Regions from separate parts of the Oryctolagus cuniculus genome. Here region 2 is linked to region 1. The links are chromatin contacts, called in public Hi-C maps. All regions are on one chromosome and are shown on one strand. The core of a region is the stretch at or near the end of the contact, and the rest is flanking DNA. Distances in the headings are between cores, read along the strand shown.

Region 1 (2,700 bases), core at 17-2,516:
CACCCCTACTCCTTTCCCTGGGACGACCGTCACCGTGCGGTTCTCCCCGCGCGCGGCGCCGTGCGGTGCGTGGATGCGACCGCGCGCGGAGGCTTGAACCCTCCTGCTCCTCGCTAACGTGCAACACCCAGGCGTTTCCGCGCATCCACGCACGCAGACACTCGGGGCTGCCAGGCTTCGGGGCTCCCGCACCTAAACGCACGCATCCGCCCCACGCGATTCGCGAAAAGGCGACGACGTAGCGGGGAGAGCGAGATTAGCGCGGCTGCCTCGCAGGCGCCTCCGACAGGCCGGGGCCGGGCGCCCCGCGGCCAGCCGAGCGCCCCGCAAGCATCCACAGCTGTGCTGAATCGTCTCCGCTTTCTCAAAAAATCGTGCGCGCGGCGCCCCTGGCCCCGGCCTGGCTGAGCCCTGACCTCGGCGCCCTCGGCGGCTGCCGGCGCTGCGTGACCCGCGTCCCTGCCCGAGAACCGCGCTGGGCACCAAGGGGTGAATTCGGTGGTTGTAATGTCCCTAATTTTAGGGCGCTCTCGCTCTTTCTCTCTCTGTCGGTCAGATTTAAAAAAAAAAAAAAAAAAAAAAAGGAGATGGGGGTTGGGGAAGATGTGCGTGTGCAAGGCCGATGCAGGTCCACGCCCGTTTCCTTCGGCCCGCAAAGCCCCGGCTGCGGGGGAGCGGCCCCCGCCCCAGGAACGGGGGGCAGCGACCCCCGGCTCCGGGCTGTGGGCGTCGGGGAGGCCCAGCGCGTGCGGGGGAGGGGCGCCAGGCCCGGGCCAGGGAGCCGGCGCCCGCCGGCCCAGGGAGGGGCGCGCGGGGACGAGAAGGCCAGGGGTCGGGCCTTTGGGGGGGACGCCCTGGGCCCCCCGCGAGAGGGGCGCCTCGGCCCGCACGAGGGGGGCTGGCGCTCCCAGGCCGCGCCCAGCACCCGCAGCCCGGGCGGGGGCGGGGGAGGCGGCGGCCTGCGGGGCCCCGGGACCTCCCTACCGCGCGCAGGCCACTAACCTGTAAGCAAGAACGTGCCAGCGGTCGTGGGGCTCATCCTGCGCGCCCCGCGACCCCGCGCCGTCCACGCCCTGGGGTCTCCCAGCGCCCAGCACCGGGGAAATGGCATTCTTGGCCTGGCTGAGGCCGGCCGTCCTCGAGTCTCCCTCCCCTCCCTTTCTTCTTTCCTCCCAGCGTGGCCAGTTCAGCATCAGCATCCCGCACCCCCCTCCTCGATCCCGCACTCCCCCTAGCGGCGGGCCCCCGAAGCGGGACGGCGCCCCCGCCCCTCCCCCCACCGCCCCCGCAGCCCGCCGCCCTCCCCCCGCCCGCGGAGCACGCCGGGATTGGGCGCCCCCTCCTCGCCTCAGCCAATATAAGGCGCGCACTCGGCGCTCCGGGTACACGCGCTTCAACTTCGGTTGGTGTGTGTCCAACAGACCTTGCCGAGACCCCCGACCCAGGAGCACCGCGGAGCCGGACCCTGCGCCTCGAGACCCCTCCGACGAGTGCGCTCGCGGCCCGAGCCCCCTTGGGCTGCTGAGCGCCCGTGGAGCCCGCGCTGAGGAGACCACGCGTGGTGAGTATGCGGTGAGGACGTCTTCTTTTAAGCTCACCTTCGTCCCCACCCCGCGTCCCTTCCGACGCCCCCCGTCCTCGTCTCTCTCCAGGGCAGCCTGCGGGAGACGGAGTAGCGCCCCGCGGACGTCTCCCCGCGCTCCGTGTCCCGCCTTCACGGCATTCGGTGTCGGCACGCGAGTCCACAGACGGACGGACGCGAGCTGCGTGGACGGACGCGAGCTGCGTGGACGGACGCGAGCGAGGTCCTCGAAGGCGCCACCACCGAGTTATGTGCAAACTCCGTGGTAGCCGCGCGCTGGGTGTTGATGCCGCGTGCGTGGCCGCGCCGCGGGTGTGAACCGCAGCGCTGCGCGGGCTGCGTGCAGCCTGCACACAGGTTTTTGCGCCTGGACATCGCGCCCGCGGAGCGCAGGCTTGCGGGAGCGATGCTGTTAGCGCCGCAGCGCGCCGACCGCCCGCCCGCAGAGGTACATGAGCTGCGGAACGTTGGCGCCGAGCCGGCCGCCCCTGCAGGGGCCGCTGCCGCAAGGGCGCGGGAGCTGCCGCGGTGCCCACCCCGGGGGCAGCGCGAGCCGCGGCCCCTCGGCCGGAGAGCCCAGCGCTGCCCCTCGTGGAGCGGCTCCCGCCGTGTCTTTCCGCGAGGTGGTTCTCCCCTCGATACTGATCTCCAGACAAAATGGAGCCCCAGCCCGAGGTCGGCGTGCAGCGGGGTGCCCGTGCCGCGCGTGGAGTGGCGGGGCGCGGACTCTGGGGGAGGCAGAGCGGGCTGCCTGCTTGCGCGTGTCTAACGTGAGTGGTGGCGGACTTGGCGCGGCGGCGCGAATTGGCGGCCAGCAACAGTTTGTGGAAACTGTCGCTCGTGGGGGATCGGGGGTGACCACAGCTCTTGCTTCGTGAATTGAACTTGCAGGGAGGGGTTTGGGGAGGGGGCTCCTGGGGAGGGCGCGGCGCCCGGGCTCGGGCTGCCCCGCCCATCCGAGTGTGCAGGCTCTGCAGCAGTCAGGTCGCGCTTCGCGCCTCCCTCACCGGCGCCTCCCCGGACGCGCCTCCCCGGAGCGCGCCTCCCCGGAGCGCGCCTTGCTGGCCCCGCCTCCTCAGCGCCAAGTCCTCAGAGCCCGCCTTCCCGGCCGCCCTGGC
Region 2 (3,047 bases), core at 206-2,705, 210 kb before region 1:
TCTGCACCAGCCAGAATTAAAATAGATATTTGTCGTTCATTCTTCCACTTTCCTGTTATCACCACCCTGCCCCAGGCCTCCACGAGGCTTCGTATAGATACCTTATGATCTAGTCTTATTCCTTGAAACATCAAACACGCACCTCACAGGGTCAGCGCTGTGGCGCAGTGGGCTAAGCCTCCACCTGTGGCACCGGTATCCTACATGGGCACCGGTTCATATCCGGCTTCTCCTCTTCTAATCCAGATCACCATTATGGCCTGGGAAAGGCCTGCACCCGCATGGGAGACCCGGAAGAAGTTCCCGGCTTTGGATTGCCCCAGCTCCAGCTGTTGCGGCCATTTAGCGAGTGAACCAGCGGATGGAAGACTCTCTCTCCTCTCTCTCTCTCTCTCTCTCTCTCTCTCTGCCTCTCTCTGTAATTCTACCTCTCGAATAAATAATCTTTTTTAAAAAAGATGTACCTGCCGGCACCCTGGCTCACTTGGTTAACCCTCCGCCTTCGGTGCCGGCATCCCATATGGGGTGCCAGGTTCTAGTCCAGGATGCTCCTCTTCCAGTCCAGCTCTCTGCTGTGGCCCTGGAAGGCAGTGGAGGATGGCCCAAGTGCTTGGGCCCTGCACCCTCATGAAAGACCAGGAGGAAGCACCTGGCTCCTGGCTTCGGATCGGTGCAGCGCCGGCTGTAGCAGCCATTTGGGGGGTGAACCAACGGAAGGAAGACCTTTCTCTCTGTCTCTCTGTCTCTCTCTCTCTCTCTCTCGCTAACTCTGTCAAATAAAAAAAAAATTAAATAAAATTTTTTTAAAAAGATGCACCTGACCATAGAAACTTAAAGAACAACAGACAAACTCAACCAGGGAGGTCGATGAATAAGCTATCTCTTCTAGGTAAAATATGCATCTGTTAATTAATGTTTCTTAAAGACGTATGTAATTTAACTTGAAGTGAATTGCAATCCCTGGCACCACACTAGGTCCTAGAGACAATAACTGTCTTCCAGTGATCTTCCAAGCCTCACCCCTCAGCTGACTGCTTCCAATAAAGCCTATTATTCTGAACTCAAGGTATTTTGGCTGGCTAGAATTTAAAATCCTGCTGGAATCTAGAAAGGTAACCTTGAAACTGCAATTCACCATGTATTTGAAGAAATTCATCACCATACATTTTTACTGACACACATAACTTTTTTTTCCTGTAGTGCACTATTGTTCTTGGTGCCCAGTGGCTTATTTAACCCTAACCAGGATGTGGGAACACAACAAAAATAATCTTTCTAAAACGGAACCTATTGATGCCGGATAAGATGAGAACAGCCTTCTAAACCACTGTGCCTAACGGATGGCCTTTCTCGCCCCGTGGAATGTCACTTCAAGTCCACTGCTCCCCCTGCTGGCTGGATAACAGAACACCCCAGACCTCTCACCCTGCCCAAGGCACGTCAGAGAAGGGAAATTCGCTTTCTCCGCTTCCCGTCTCCCAGTCATACAGCCGCCTTCGGCTCTCCCTCTTCCTTGCCCTCTCTGATCTAGCTTGAATATCTCTCTTCCATGGAACTAATAAAACAGAAGTTACAAAGAGGCGCACCCAAGCTCCAGCAGAGAGTGGCCTTTGGGGCGTGGAGAGCAGTTTAAGGCTACAAAGGCTGCCCCAAGGTACAGTGATGAACATGGAGGGTTTAAGCAGAAGTTATTCGGAACAGACAGACGAGAGGCTAGGACGGAAGAAAGGGAGGCTGAGCAAGTGGAGCTCTCTGGATCTGAACCCATCTGCCCCGTAGTCTTTGAAAAGGGGGTAAGGATGCCACCTCCCACTGGACTGTGAGGACAGGAGATGGGAACGCACAGCGGCGTCTCCTAGGACCACGGCCGTCAGTCCGTGCTACCAGCCTGTAGCTTCCTCACCAGGAAATCCCCTTACACCTGACAGATTCCTGCAGACTTTCAAACCCTCAGCATGTGGGAGAGCCCTCCACTCCAATCCCATAAAAAGGCATTGATCTCCACTAGAACTATGAAAATCACTTCGATTTTTCTTGCAAAAATCCACCTTCCAGTAAAAAATAAAAAGTAAACTTGCTGACAAAAAGGACAAATTTGCAGTTGGCCGACTGCTGTCCCATGCCATTAGAGGCATCCAACTTTAGGGAGAGAAGTTTCTGAGCCCCCTTTGCTTGCGTGGAAGCCAGTTCTCCAACACAAATGGACTATATAACTCACACATGTTGAATCTGCCAAACTCCTGACACTTAATTTTTACAATCTTTTTTCTAAAATTTTATCTCTGACAATGCACATCCTTACTCAAGAGTTGTCTGCACAAGCAATGATCATAATTGTTAAATTCATGTCCTTAGGGAAATTTCTTGGCCTGTATGAGTTTACTCAAGGGCTTTACACATCATTGAATCACCTATTATTGCCAGAGCTCCGAATGTCTATATGAGTAATAATATAAGTGGAACCACTTCAAAGAAATTCAGAAGCAGCTTTGATTATAGTTATTTCCAACATCATTTTTCTATTGCTGATTATAGATCTAATTTCCCTTATAATGCAGAAGTCTGAAATAATTTCTAAAACTTTATCAAATGTAACTATTAAAGTTTCCATCCTCTACTTTATTCATCATAAGATTTGTTCCTAATCAAAAGATTGTTTTTGCTTTGCTTCTTTTTTTTTTTTTTTTTTTTTTTTTTTTGGACAGGCAGAGTGGACAGTGAGAGAGAGAGACAGAGAGGAGAAAGGTCTTCCTCTGCCGTTGGTTCACCCTCCAATGGCCACCGCGGCTGGTGCACCATGCTGATCCGATGGCAGGAGCCAGGTGCTTTTCCTGGTCTCCCATGGGGTGCAGAGCCCAAGCACTTGGGTCATCCTCCACTGCACTCCCTGGCCACAGCAGAGAGCTGGCCTGGAAGAGGGGCAACTGGGACAGAATCCGGCGCCCGGACCAGGACTAGAACCTGGTGTGCCGGTGCCGCAAGGCGGATGATTAGCCTAGTGAGCCGCGGCGCCGGCCTCAAAAGATTTTTTTTTTTTTAAAAAAAGA

Evidence for each region. Hi-C and Micro-C count contacts between places; a contact is called where the count stands out from the background.
Region 2: a contact with region 1 is called in a Hi-C map of an unstated tissue, with 1.8 times the contacts expected there. The contact joins the enhancer-like site here to the promoter of SGCE in region 1. A contact is called at or near these places in 2 of 6 Hi-C or Micro-C datasets (psoas muscle and an unstated tissue).

Annotation. Positions count from the first base shown.
Region 1 is chr16:41,294,820-41,297,519 of mOryCun1.1, reverse strand. SGCE (sarcoglycan epsilon) reads right to left here and starts at 1,266. Exons shown (of 10, transcript XM_070059430.1): 1 at 1,003-1,266. The coding sequence starts at 1,111. PEG10 (paternally expressed 10) reads left to right here and starts at 1,286. Exons shown (of 2, transcript NM_001302484.2): 1 at 1,286-1,572. The coding sequence starts at 1,568.
Region 2 is chr16:41,500,024-41,503,070 of mOryCun1.1, reverse strand. No RefSeq gene overlaps it. Among named protein-coding and RNA genes, the nearest start is that of COL1A2, 42 kb to the left of the region's middle. Within about 2 kb of position 1,455, at least 1 of the 8 cell types and tissues checked has an H3K27ac peak or open chromatin away from gene starts, as enhancers often do.